Linked DNA regions of Mus musculus: all the other regions are linked to region 2. The links are chromatin contacts, called in public ChIA-PET maps. All regions are on one chromosome and are shown on one strand. Each heading gives the region's core, a stretch centred on a gene start, on an enhancer-like site or on the middle of the called end of the contact. The rest is flanking DNA. Distances are from core to core; before and after follow the strand shown.

The links. ChIA-PET counts read pairs in DNA pulled down with a chosen protein or histone mark.
Region 1: a contact with region 2 is called in an RNA polymerase II ChIA-PET map of memory CD8 T cells, with 7 read pairs. The contact joins the promoter of Sde2 here to the enhancer-like site in region 2. A contact is called at or near these places in 11 of 39 promoter capture datasets (the 3T3-L1 cell line, 3T3-L1-derived adipocytes, the HPC-7 cell line and 6 more) and 3 of 115 datasets of contacts at active chromatin or transcription factors (astrocytes, bone marrow-derived macrophages and memory CD8 T cells).
Region 3: an RNA polymerase II ChIA-PET map of memory CD8 T cells shows a contact between it and region 2, with 44 read pairs. The contact joins the promoter of H3f3a here to the enhancer-like site in region 2. A contact is called at or near these places in 3 of 39 promoter capture datasets (the 3T3-L1 cell line, hippocampal neurons and liver) and 1 of 115 datasets of contacts at active chromatin or transcription factors (memory CD8 T cells).

The regions. Positions count from the first base shown.
Region 1 is chr1:180,849,536-180,852,672 of GRCm38.p6, reverse strand. Sde2 (SDE2 telomere maintenance homolog (S. pombe)) reads right to left here and starts at 1,522. Exons shown (of 7, transcript NM_145943.1): 1 at 1,381-1,522. The coding sequence starts at 1,500.
Region 2 is chr1:180,278,468-180,281,710 of GRCm38.p6, reverse strand. No RefSeq gene overlaps it. Among named protein-coding and RNA genes, the nearest start is that of Gm31728, 24 kb to the right of the region's middle. Within about 2 kb of position 1,885, at least 112 of the 459 cell types and tissues checked have an H3K27ac peak or open chromatin away from gene starts, as enhancers often do. A contact at or near this core is called in bone marrow-derived macrophages, hematopoietic stem and progenitor cells, liver and 1 more, where this site is marked.
Region 3 is chr1:180,812,224-180,815,472 of GRCm38.p6, reverse strand. It overlaps H3f3a (H3.3 histone A), which reads left to right and starts at 1,868. Exons shown (of 4, transcript NM_008210.5): 1 at 1,868-2,002.

The sequences.
Region 1 (3,137 bases), core at 273-2,772, 570 kb before region 2:
TTTTGCTTTAAAAAGTATAGCTTGAACTTGAACTATCTTGATTTTTCCTATTTCATCAAACTGTCCTTAGTAAGCTGCTTGCACTCACATTTACTGTTGTTAAGTAACAGACAGACTCAAATGCTCTCTGATAACTGCTTCTGCTTACCTGTTCTCCAAACTCAATTCTATTGGGGGTTTTTTCTGGATGTCTGGACTCCCATAGTCCATGTACAGTGCCTCTGTTAAATCTAAGGACGAGGTGATAGGAGGCTGTTTTGCTTTCAAGCAGGGTTTCACATAGTCCAGGCTGCCCCAAAACCACTATAGAGACGTGGCTAAGAACCCCCAAACCTCTCAAGTGCTGAGATTAGAGGCATACACCACCAGGCCCAGCCTTATTTCTGTGTCCTTTCAAAAAAGTGTATTTCCAACACTCCTCATTGTTAAGATTCTATTGTTTATGGATCAATTTTAAGTTTAAAAATAAAACTTGAAAATTATTCTTCAAATACATTGAAAAGTCACCTGTTTTGGAAAGTATCTGAATTCGAATGGCTAAAAAAAGGTTCTGTTTTTCTTACTAGACCGCAGAATAGAGAAGAAAACAAAGGCTAGATGTGGTGGGACACACCAATAATCCCAGCCCTCCAGTATGTTCAGAACATCCTGGGCTACAAGGAAAGACTTTCTTGTCCTTGTTTTTTAAAGGACAAAGAAATTAGAAAATCACATATTCTTCTTGGAACTCATCCAAGTCTCTTTAGGAACAGATTTGGTATTTTAACATTTGTTATGTTTCTACATAACAAGCAGAGAAAACAGACTACAACGAAGGCGCAGTCATACAGAAAAACTGTTCTATACCAAACGCCCAGATTAAAATTAGACTCAGGGAACCCAGTAAACTCTTTAGATGATTGAAGAGGTTTGAGATTTCCTAGTCAGTATAAGCCTGCTTCTTTGGGAATTAAAGCTTAAAACTTTAGAAGCACTTAACCAGGGTTTTATATCCACATGGCAGAGTCTAAAGAGGCCCAAGAATATCTGTGAGTGATTGGCTCTGTCAGGATGACTCCATATCCTTCTCTAACCGTTCTTTGGCCTGGATGGGTGTCCTGAGGGTCGGTAAGAAAGCATATTCCTATCTATAATGTGAATGTAAGAAGAGAACCTTAAAGGTATCATTTGGGGGGATAAAAGAAACAGAACGAGAGTTTGTAGTCGAGGTTGGACAAAGCGCAGTAAATGGACGGAGATTCTCTTACGACGTGGGGACAAAACAACGACTGCCATAGACTAGCAGAGGAATGTCCCCATATTAGTCAGAAACACCCAACGACGAACCCAGCCTGGCTTGGTGATCTCTTTCCCCCATTTCCCGGGAACCGCCATCCTCACCTGTTCCTGGCAGTGTCGGTAGATCACATCGCGCACGGAGCACCCAACCGAGGCACACGGCAGCGCCTTCCACACGGTACCGGGGCCGCGAACCCACGCCACCACCGCAGCCTCCGCCATTTCGTCTGGTGACGGAACCTCTGGACTGCGACAGGCACTAGGCGACACAGCCATCCGGTCGCATCTCGATGACGGAAGGCCTCGTCTTCCAGCGCCCCGCCTCCCGGGTTTCCACCACTCACCCCCGCCTTTCCGGAAGGCGGTCACGTGGCCCGGCGTCACGCGAGCTGGCGTGGGGGAGGGGGACAGGAAAGGCCTGCCTGAGGCCGATAAGACCGCGGAGCGCTGGAGCTAGGCGTTGCTAGGGGCGGTTGCTAGGGCGGGGCTCAAGGGACTGGCTATAAAGGGCGAGCTCTGGGCGCGGTTGCTGCGCTTGGGCTACAGCGCTTTGGCTGGGGGTGATAAGCTGCCCGTGGCTCCGCCCAGCGCCGCAGGCCAGCGCGCCACTCCGGTTTGTGCAGCTATTTTTGGGATTGGGAGGGCTGTGTCCCAGGCAGCCACTGCTTCCCGGTGCTGCGGGGAGAAAAACGGCTTCCTCTACCCGCGAGGCCTCCCAGTCCTAGAGAACGGCCCCCAGTGGTCCCCAAACCGCAGCCCCGGCCTGCGTAGTTCCCTAGAGGTTTATGTTCATTTCCTGAACCCCCCTTCACGTTCCTTCCATCACGTTCGGCTCGTTCCTATTTTTGCATGTTTGCGCTCTGCGCTGTCCCCGCTTCAGCTGTGTTTTCAAAATATTTCACAGCAAATGGGCCCTTGTGAACGGCAGGGGCGGGAGTGACGTTTATAGCCATACTGCTTCCAAAAACCCCCGCTGTAACGTTCTTTCTGTGCCCTGGGAACACTCGCGCAGATTTTACAGAGAACAACTTTAAGGTTCGGGTGCTGAGGGAGGCCCTTAATATTTAATATGCTGAGATGATGTTGTCTCTGAAATACTAAACAATTTAAAAGCTGCTAGCATGAAGCTGGGAGGATTATCGGGAGGATAACTCAGTCTCCTGAACACAGATGCCCTGGCCCGCAGAGCCATATTCTCGGCTGTTAAGATGCAGGCCGATGGAACTAATCGCTGAGGAGAAAGCACAAAATCTTGAAATCCTTTAACTGTGAAAATGAACAAAAATAGGACTTGCAGTTCTGTGGAGTTATAGATCTGTTGGTGCACACAGGCGGGAAAGCGGGCCTCCATGAAGATTCCAGGAGATGAAGAATAATTACACAAAGCATGTTGTGCATAGAAGCAGTATTTTATGAGTGTTGTAGTAGTAACCCAGAGGCCTACAGGCGTCTCATCCGATACGTAAGCAGGACAAACTGGGAAGCATGTGACCTTCCAGACAAACTGGGAAGCATGTGACCTTCCATCTTTTCCCATTCTGTCCGTTAGCATGTGGTCCTAACTGCTAATTTATTTTTTTCACCTTTTGGGAATCAAATGACCATTTCAAGAGCCTGGCAGCTTCTTCTTCTGCAAGGAACCAGATCATGGTCAGTTTAGGGTTATGTAACATTTCTTTGTCAGAATAATGCTTTGTAAGCTGGAAAGTCCCAGAAGGATTCCCTTCTAACAAGAAAAGTCCACGTCATTTATTACAACTATCTACTACTGCTCTCCAAAAACCTAATGTCTGAATGAATTCACTCTTTACCCCTCGGTTATATTTAAATCTCTGTTATGAAGAAGACCCAAGCAACCA
Region 2 (3,243 bases), core at 636-3,135:
AACAGTGACATATTTACAAGTTTGAAAGATGCTTCCGATAGTATGAGCAAAGTGTTTAGAGACACATCCAGGGCCTGGAGAGATGGCTCAGTGGATAAGAGCCCTGGCAGATTTTCCAGAGGACCAGAGTTCCGTTCTCGGCACCTACACTGGGCTGCTTACAACCGTCTCTAACTCTAGCTCCAAGTGATCCAACACCCTCTCCTGGCTTAGTCAGGTACCTGCAATACAGGAACAGATACATATATACATTTTATTTTATTTTATTTCCTTTTTAAGGAACAAACTCAATAACATCAAATTCATTCAATGTTTTCTTGATATTTCCTCCCATGGTTTCTGGCCTTAGAAGCTACTCACCTCTGTTTTCCAAACCCGTACCTAATATTTTAGTCTGGTTTAGTTTTAGGGTATGCTTTAAAAACACTTAAAACTGATGGTCTCTTAAGTAGACTGGGACTTACATTGGAGTATTGAATGAGTGTTGGCAGCATTGATCTATCAATGTGCTATTTATTAAGTTTTCTAGGCCATACATTCAATTCTTTTTTTTTCTCTCTCAAGACAGGGTTTCTCTGTGTAGCCCTGGCTGTCCTGGAACTCACGCTGTAAACCAGGCTGGCCTCGAACTCAGAAATCCACCTGCCTCTGCCTCCCGAGTGCTGGGATTAAAGGCTTGAACCTCCACTGCCCAGCTATACATTCAATTCTTCTACATACAAGGATGGTTTTCCGGTTTCCATGTGCCTTACAGGCTGGGGCTACACTGTGTGATTGAGCATGGCAGACCCTTGGCCACTCCTGCTGGGTCACAGGAGTCCCTGCTCACAGGTCCAGAAATGCCATGTGCCTTTGAGATGTGTGTGTTTGTCCTGAGCCCCGGGACCTTGCTTACTTTAGTGCCCTTAGCCCTTGAGCTCCCTGAGACACCAGAGCATCCTAAATTATAGCATTATAATTGATAGAATGTCAATTAAGAGATGTCTGTATCTTGTGACTTTAGGAGTTCATAATGACCTAAAAATTACCCCTAGCCAACAGAGCTGCATTGTTACATGCCTTGAAGATGAATATGCTTTACTGGAGCTGTCATCAGATGATATCCTCACCAAGGAAGTCAGCAAGACATCTGCAGGCCAGGCCCCTTTGCTGACGATTCACATGTCCAAACCGACCTTACAGATTCATACAAGTCCCTAATAGCAGATGCCTTACACCTCAAGGCCCTCAAGAGGACGGAAGACAAAAGATCTGTGAAGTCAAAATAAACGTGAGCGTGTTTTATTATTACTGCCTTGTTCCATCCTCACCCAAAGTGAGGTGGCACACAGATGATATATGAATAACAACTTGAGAGTAATTTTTGAATATGTCTGAAGATCTGTTTGAAGGCATATCATTTCTTGGCCAGCAAAAGGACTAAGCATAGAGAATCTCTGTAGCTGTACGACACTGGACTATACCCCACCCCCTTGTGTTTTGGCTTTAAAATCCTTGATTAGTAGCTTGCTTTAAGTAAATAGTAGTAGCTGGTGCTGTTGGAGAGCACGGTCTGTTTGCCATTTGACCTTTATTTTTAGATCTGGAATCTGTAAGAATGAAAGCAAAGTAAGGGTTCCCGGTACAGTTAGCCATCCTAGAGGAAGCAGAAGAGCAGGCAAGGCTGTGGGGAGTGGAGGAGAACCTGTAGCTCCCTCACCCTGCAGGAGGTGACTCTTCTGGAAGCTCCACCCAGGCAGGAAACCCCTCCGCGCTTGCGCATTTCAGCATTTCTGTATTTCGTCAGCCCTGCACCTGCTGGAATCTCCTGTCTGGCATGGACTCTGTACAGTCACCTGGTGTCCCCAGCACAGAACACCCTGAGGTCTTTTTCCTACTCAGTCAGATGCCAGAGGGTGTGGCCAGCTTTAGTTACAGAGGGAAGAACAAAAGTCATTTCACCTCTCCTGCGGAGCCTCTCAAACTGCTGGCACAGCTCCAAGCCTCTCAAACTGCTGGCACACTGCGGAGGGACGTTGCATAAACTCAGGGCCAACCCTTTTGGGTTTACCATTTAGAAATGAAAACCTGGGTTCTTCGATCCCAAACTGCTCTGTACTTACTGCAGGCCCATCTTGTCTTTGCTGCTCATCTGCAGCCTTTCTAACAGAAAGACCCACAGCAGTCACCATGTCACTGCCTACTTCTTTTGGGAGGTGACCCTGGGGAAATCCACATCGGTGTCATATGGGAAAAATGACAACCCCAACCACTGAAAACACTAAACTATTAAGCGCTATACCTAAGCACAGTATCGTATACCAGAATGTGGACAGTTCCTCCTCTCCCCAGCCTCCCCTCTCCTAGGAGTTAAACAACTAATAGATACAAAGTTGCATCCAAGTGCCCTTGCCACCACTCATGTACAAGTTCAAAACGGCCTCTGTGTTTATCAGGAAATGCTAGAGTCCTAGTTTCTACCATCTGGCTATTCAAACATTTCTAACCATGATTTACATGTGCCCATTAGGAGGCTTCCTCCATTCAAATGAGATCTTTCTTTTTCCATAACCTAGAGATTTAGTTGAAAATGACCAGGTAAGAAAATCGAAAACTTCCAGGAAGGAAGGGCACAGCAACATACTTACGTGGGTTATCCGGGCTTGCCTCTCTCTCTGGAAACATGTTAGGTGGAGCCTGAGGCCACTGCAGAACAGCTAACTCATCTCCAAATTTTGTTTGCTGAAGCCCTTTCTGGTCTGCAGAATGGGCGTGATAGAGCCAGAATCCTCAAAGTGTCTGTGCTTGGTATGTATCTTGGCACCCATCACGGATTCCTTACATCTAAAAGACCTGTGGGGGACCCAGAAGACTCAGGCAGGTGTCCCTTGGCAGTCAAGAGAACTCGGCAGTTGTTCATGACACATCTGATCCCACGAGCGAAAGAGTCTGCAAAGAGATAAGCTTTGTGTGTCCTACATTGAGTAACAGACGGATTGCTCTCTTTTATCCTATTCAAATCGGCCCCGAGTCATCATGGTTGCACATTTTTGTAATTCCAGCACTTGTAAGGCGGAGGCAGGAGATCAGAAGTTCCAGGTAGCCTCTACAACATACCACATTCAAGGCCAGCCTTGGCCACAGGAGAGCCTGTCTCAATCAAACAAACTATGTTGCCCGTGAACCTTTAGCAGCATTTCAAGTGGAAGCCTGTAGAACTCCATCTTATTGTTGTAGTAGATTCTCATTAAAATTGGAATCATG
Region 3 (3,249 bases), core at 619-3,118, 530 kb before region 2:
ACTCCCAGTCTTCCAAAAATTGTTCGGAGCAGAATTGGCATGCCATATATATATATATATGGCATATATATATATATGGCAAATCTGGAAACTTCCTGATTACTAAGAGGATAACCAGTCATATTTCCAGAAAGAGCTTGCGGACTACCATCACACAAGTAACTACTATTTCCATGTCAGAGATGGGCAACTTCAGTCGGTTCACAGAACCCACAATCCACACGAAGTAGTTCACCAGACAAGGTCCTTCCATCCCTTAGAAACATCTGCTTAAAGCCAGGAAGAATGTATGAGGAAACCTAGCATACATAGATAGTACTATCTATGACAAGCTAACATTTCTTGAAGATATGACTGATTCAATTGATATGTAACAGCCTTCTTGGATAAATCCAGCAACAAATATTTTAGTTTCCTGAAAACAAAACACAAACAAGCAAGAGGGGAAAAAATGCTTCTTGGCTCAAATTATAGGAATTTTTCACTGGCAGCTCTGTGGAGGGTTTTTTGCATATGTGCATTTAGGGTAGTATCGCAGATTGCATGTGTTCATCAACACTTAACACTCATTAAATAATAATGAAACAGGAGGCCTGGGTTGTTGTTTTTTTTCCCTCTAGGGTCTGTTCCTCAGTTCAGTGACCTTGGCCAAATCCATTTCTTCTCTCATATCTGATTTCCACATATCTGTTTCAGGATAATGTTCATGATAAGACTGCTTTGAGAGGTCTTCAGATTACATGTATGCTACTGTCCTTCATCAGTACCCTACGGGACCTTTGTGACTCTTCTACCGAAAGCCTTCACCCAGAGTTGTGTAGCCTGGTCAATACCACCTGGGGACGGTTCAGATGTTTGTGGGTCACTTAATGAGAACTTGAGCTATGCAGTCTGTTGCCCAAGCTACTGGGCAGAAGGAAAGCGGGAAACAGCTTTTCCTTCTACCTGCCGTTTCAGCCTCCTGTGTCTGACATTAGACTCTTATGTCACGAGATTTCTGCAGCGCTCCTCCAAACAGCGAAGGGGTGGAAAGGCCTACTCTGCCTTAGACTGCTACAGCTGTGTTGCACATTGTCTCAGAGGCTTACAAAATAACAGCCATCTTGCACCAAGAACCGCGGCCTAGGAAGAGGGCGAGCCCTGTCCCTCGGCCCCGGTGCCACCACCTGCGACGCGCTGACAGTCTCCGCACTGCCCCGCAGGCTGCCCCTCCTCTCCCGGGGCTAGAGTCTGCGACCGACTTGTCCTCAGGCGACTTGGCCCGAGCCTCCGGACCGGCCCGCGCTCGGCGGGGAGCGAAGGCGGGAAGAGGCCCGCGGGTCCCCCGCCCCTGGCGCGCCGCGCGGTCCGAAAGTGGGCGCGGGACTGGGGCTTCCACTTTGCCAGCTAGCTTCCCGCTTGGGCGCGTTTTCAACTGGGGCGCGGCGACCGTACGGTCCCGGCCTTCTCCCCGCCCCCACACGGGCCGGGAACCTCGGGGGCGCGCGCGGGGGCGATGCCCCTCCCCCCGCAGGCCGGGCGCTGGTCCGCAGCCCGCGCCGCCCTCCCCGCCCCCACACCCCCCGCTGTGCACCCCAAAGCTGGGCTTCGGGGGCTCACTTAACGCCTGCGTCCGACGGGGAGGGAGTGTGGGCCGGGGACGGACTAGGGCAGACGGCCCCTCGGCGGGCCCCTCGGCGTGTCTTTTGTGTTTGTACACACCGCGAGAGGCGGCGGGAGGAATGGGCGGGCGGCGCGCGGGGGAGGAGCGAGCGCGCGCCAGCGAACGAGCGCGCGGGGGGAGGGGAGGGGCGGGGCGCGCGGGGGCCCTGGGCGGGGCCGAGCCTTCCCTCCATTGTGTGTGATTGGCTGGAGCGCGGCGCGGGGCGGGGCGGCGTGTGTAGGGGAAAGCCTCGGTGTCAGCCATCTTTCAATTGTGTTCGCAGCCTTCGCCGCGCCGCTGCCGCTCTCCAACGCCAGCGCCGCCTCTCGCTTGCCGAGCTCCAGCCGAAGGAGAAGGGGGGTAAGTTTCTCCGTTTGCCCGCCTTCCCGGAGCCGGGCTCCGCTCGCCGTCGGCCTCGTAGGGGCCCACGGAGGCACCCACAGTCCCCCCGGGCTCGACCCGCAAACTTTTTGGCGCAGAAATGGAGATGGGGAGCGAGTTTGCCTTCCGCGGGCGGTGGCGGCGGCGGCTCCCCGGTCTCTCCGTCTCAGCCCAGCAGTGGCACCGCCGCGGCGTCGAGCCTGTCTCCCTCCGGCGCCGCGGGCTCCTCTTTCTTCGGTGAAATCCCTCCCGCTGCCCCTTCCCGGGACCCCAGACCTTCACCATGTCCCGCGCGAGCCTCTTAACTGCCGCCTCCGGGTCCCAGGCCCCAGTTTTTCGGGCGCAAAGGGGGTAAAATCGCCGCCGCTTTCCACCCCGGGCTAACTCGCTTTTTGCTGCCTCTCCACAGTTGTGCCTGAGCTTCACCATCTTGTCTCTCTTCTCTGGTCACCGACCATATTTTTTTTCCCCCCGTTTCTCTCTTCCCCATTTTAAAATGGAAGGAAAAAATTTTAAGAACATTTTTTTGCCTTTTTTGGAGAAAAAGAAACGATGCTTATGAAATGCAGAAAACAAAAAAAAAGAACTTTTGCATTTTTGGAGAGCGGCACGTGGCAGGGGATGGGGTATTTTCGAACGATTTGCTGTTTGTCTCTCTGGAAGGGAATCGGATACGTTTCCAATTGTTTCCATTTTGTGCTAGTCTTCGGGAGCCGAGTCGCTCGTTGCCAGCGCGGGGTGCGGGGACCGAGACGGGCAGGTCCGGTACCCCGAACCTAGGGACCCAGGGGAGGCAGAACCAAAAGTTTATGTGGTGCTGGGTGGGCCGGGCGGCCGGTGTCGAGCGCTAATTAAGCCTGGGTGCGGGGCAGTCGGCTTCCATAGCGAAGCCCGGGAGGGGGACGGGCTTTGTGGAATGCTCACTGGCGATGGCTGTTGTTCTTGCATTTCGAGACGCCTTTTTGTCAACATAACTATAAAGAAACAAACCTCAAGAATGTTTTTAGATATTTACAGCAACCCAACTGCCAGGCGCGAGAGGGGGGCAGCAAACCGAGCGGGGGGGGGGCGCTGAAACCTTTTTCTTTCTTTTTTTTCTTTTTCTTTTTTTTTTTTTTGGCTGTAATTTGACTCGACCTTTCTGTGTTTGTGGCTTCGTTCATTTGACTTGTTTGTGATCGAATGTTTGCAGACGTTTCTAATTTCTACTTTAATTAAATGAATTG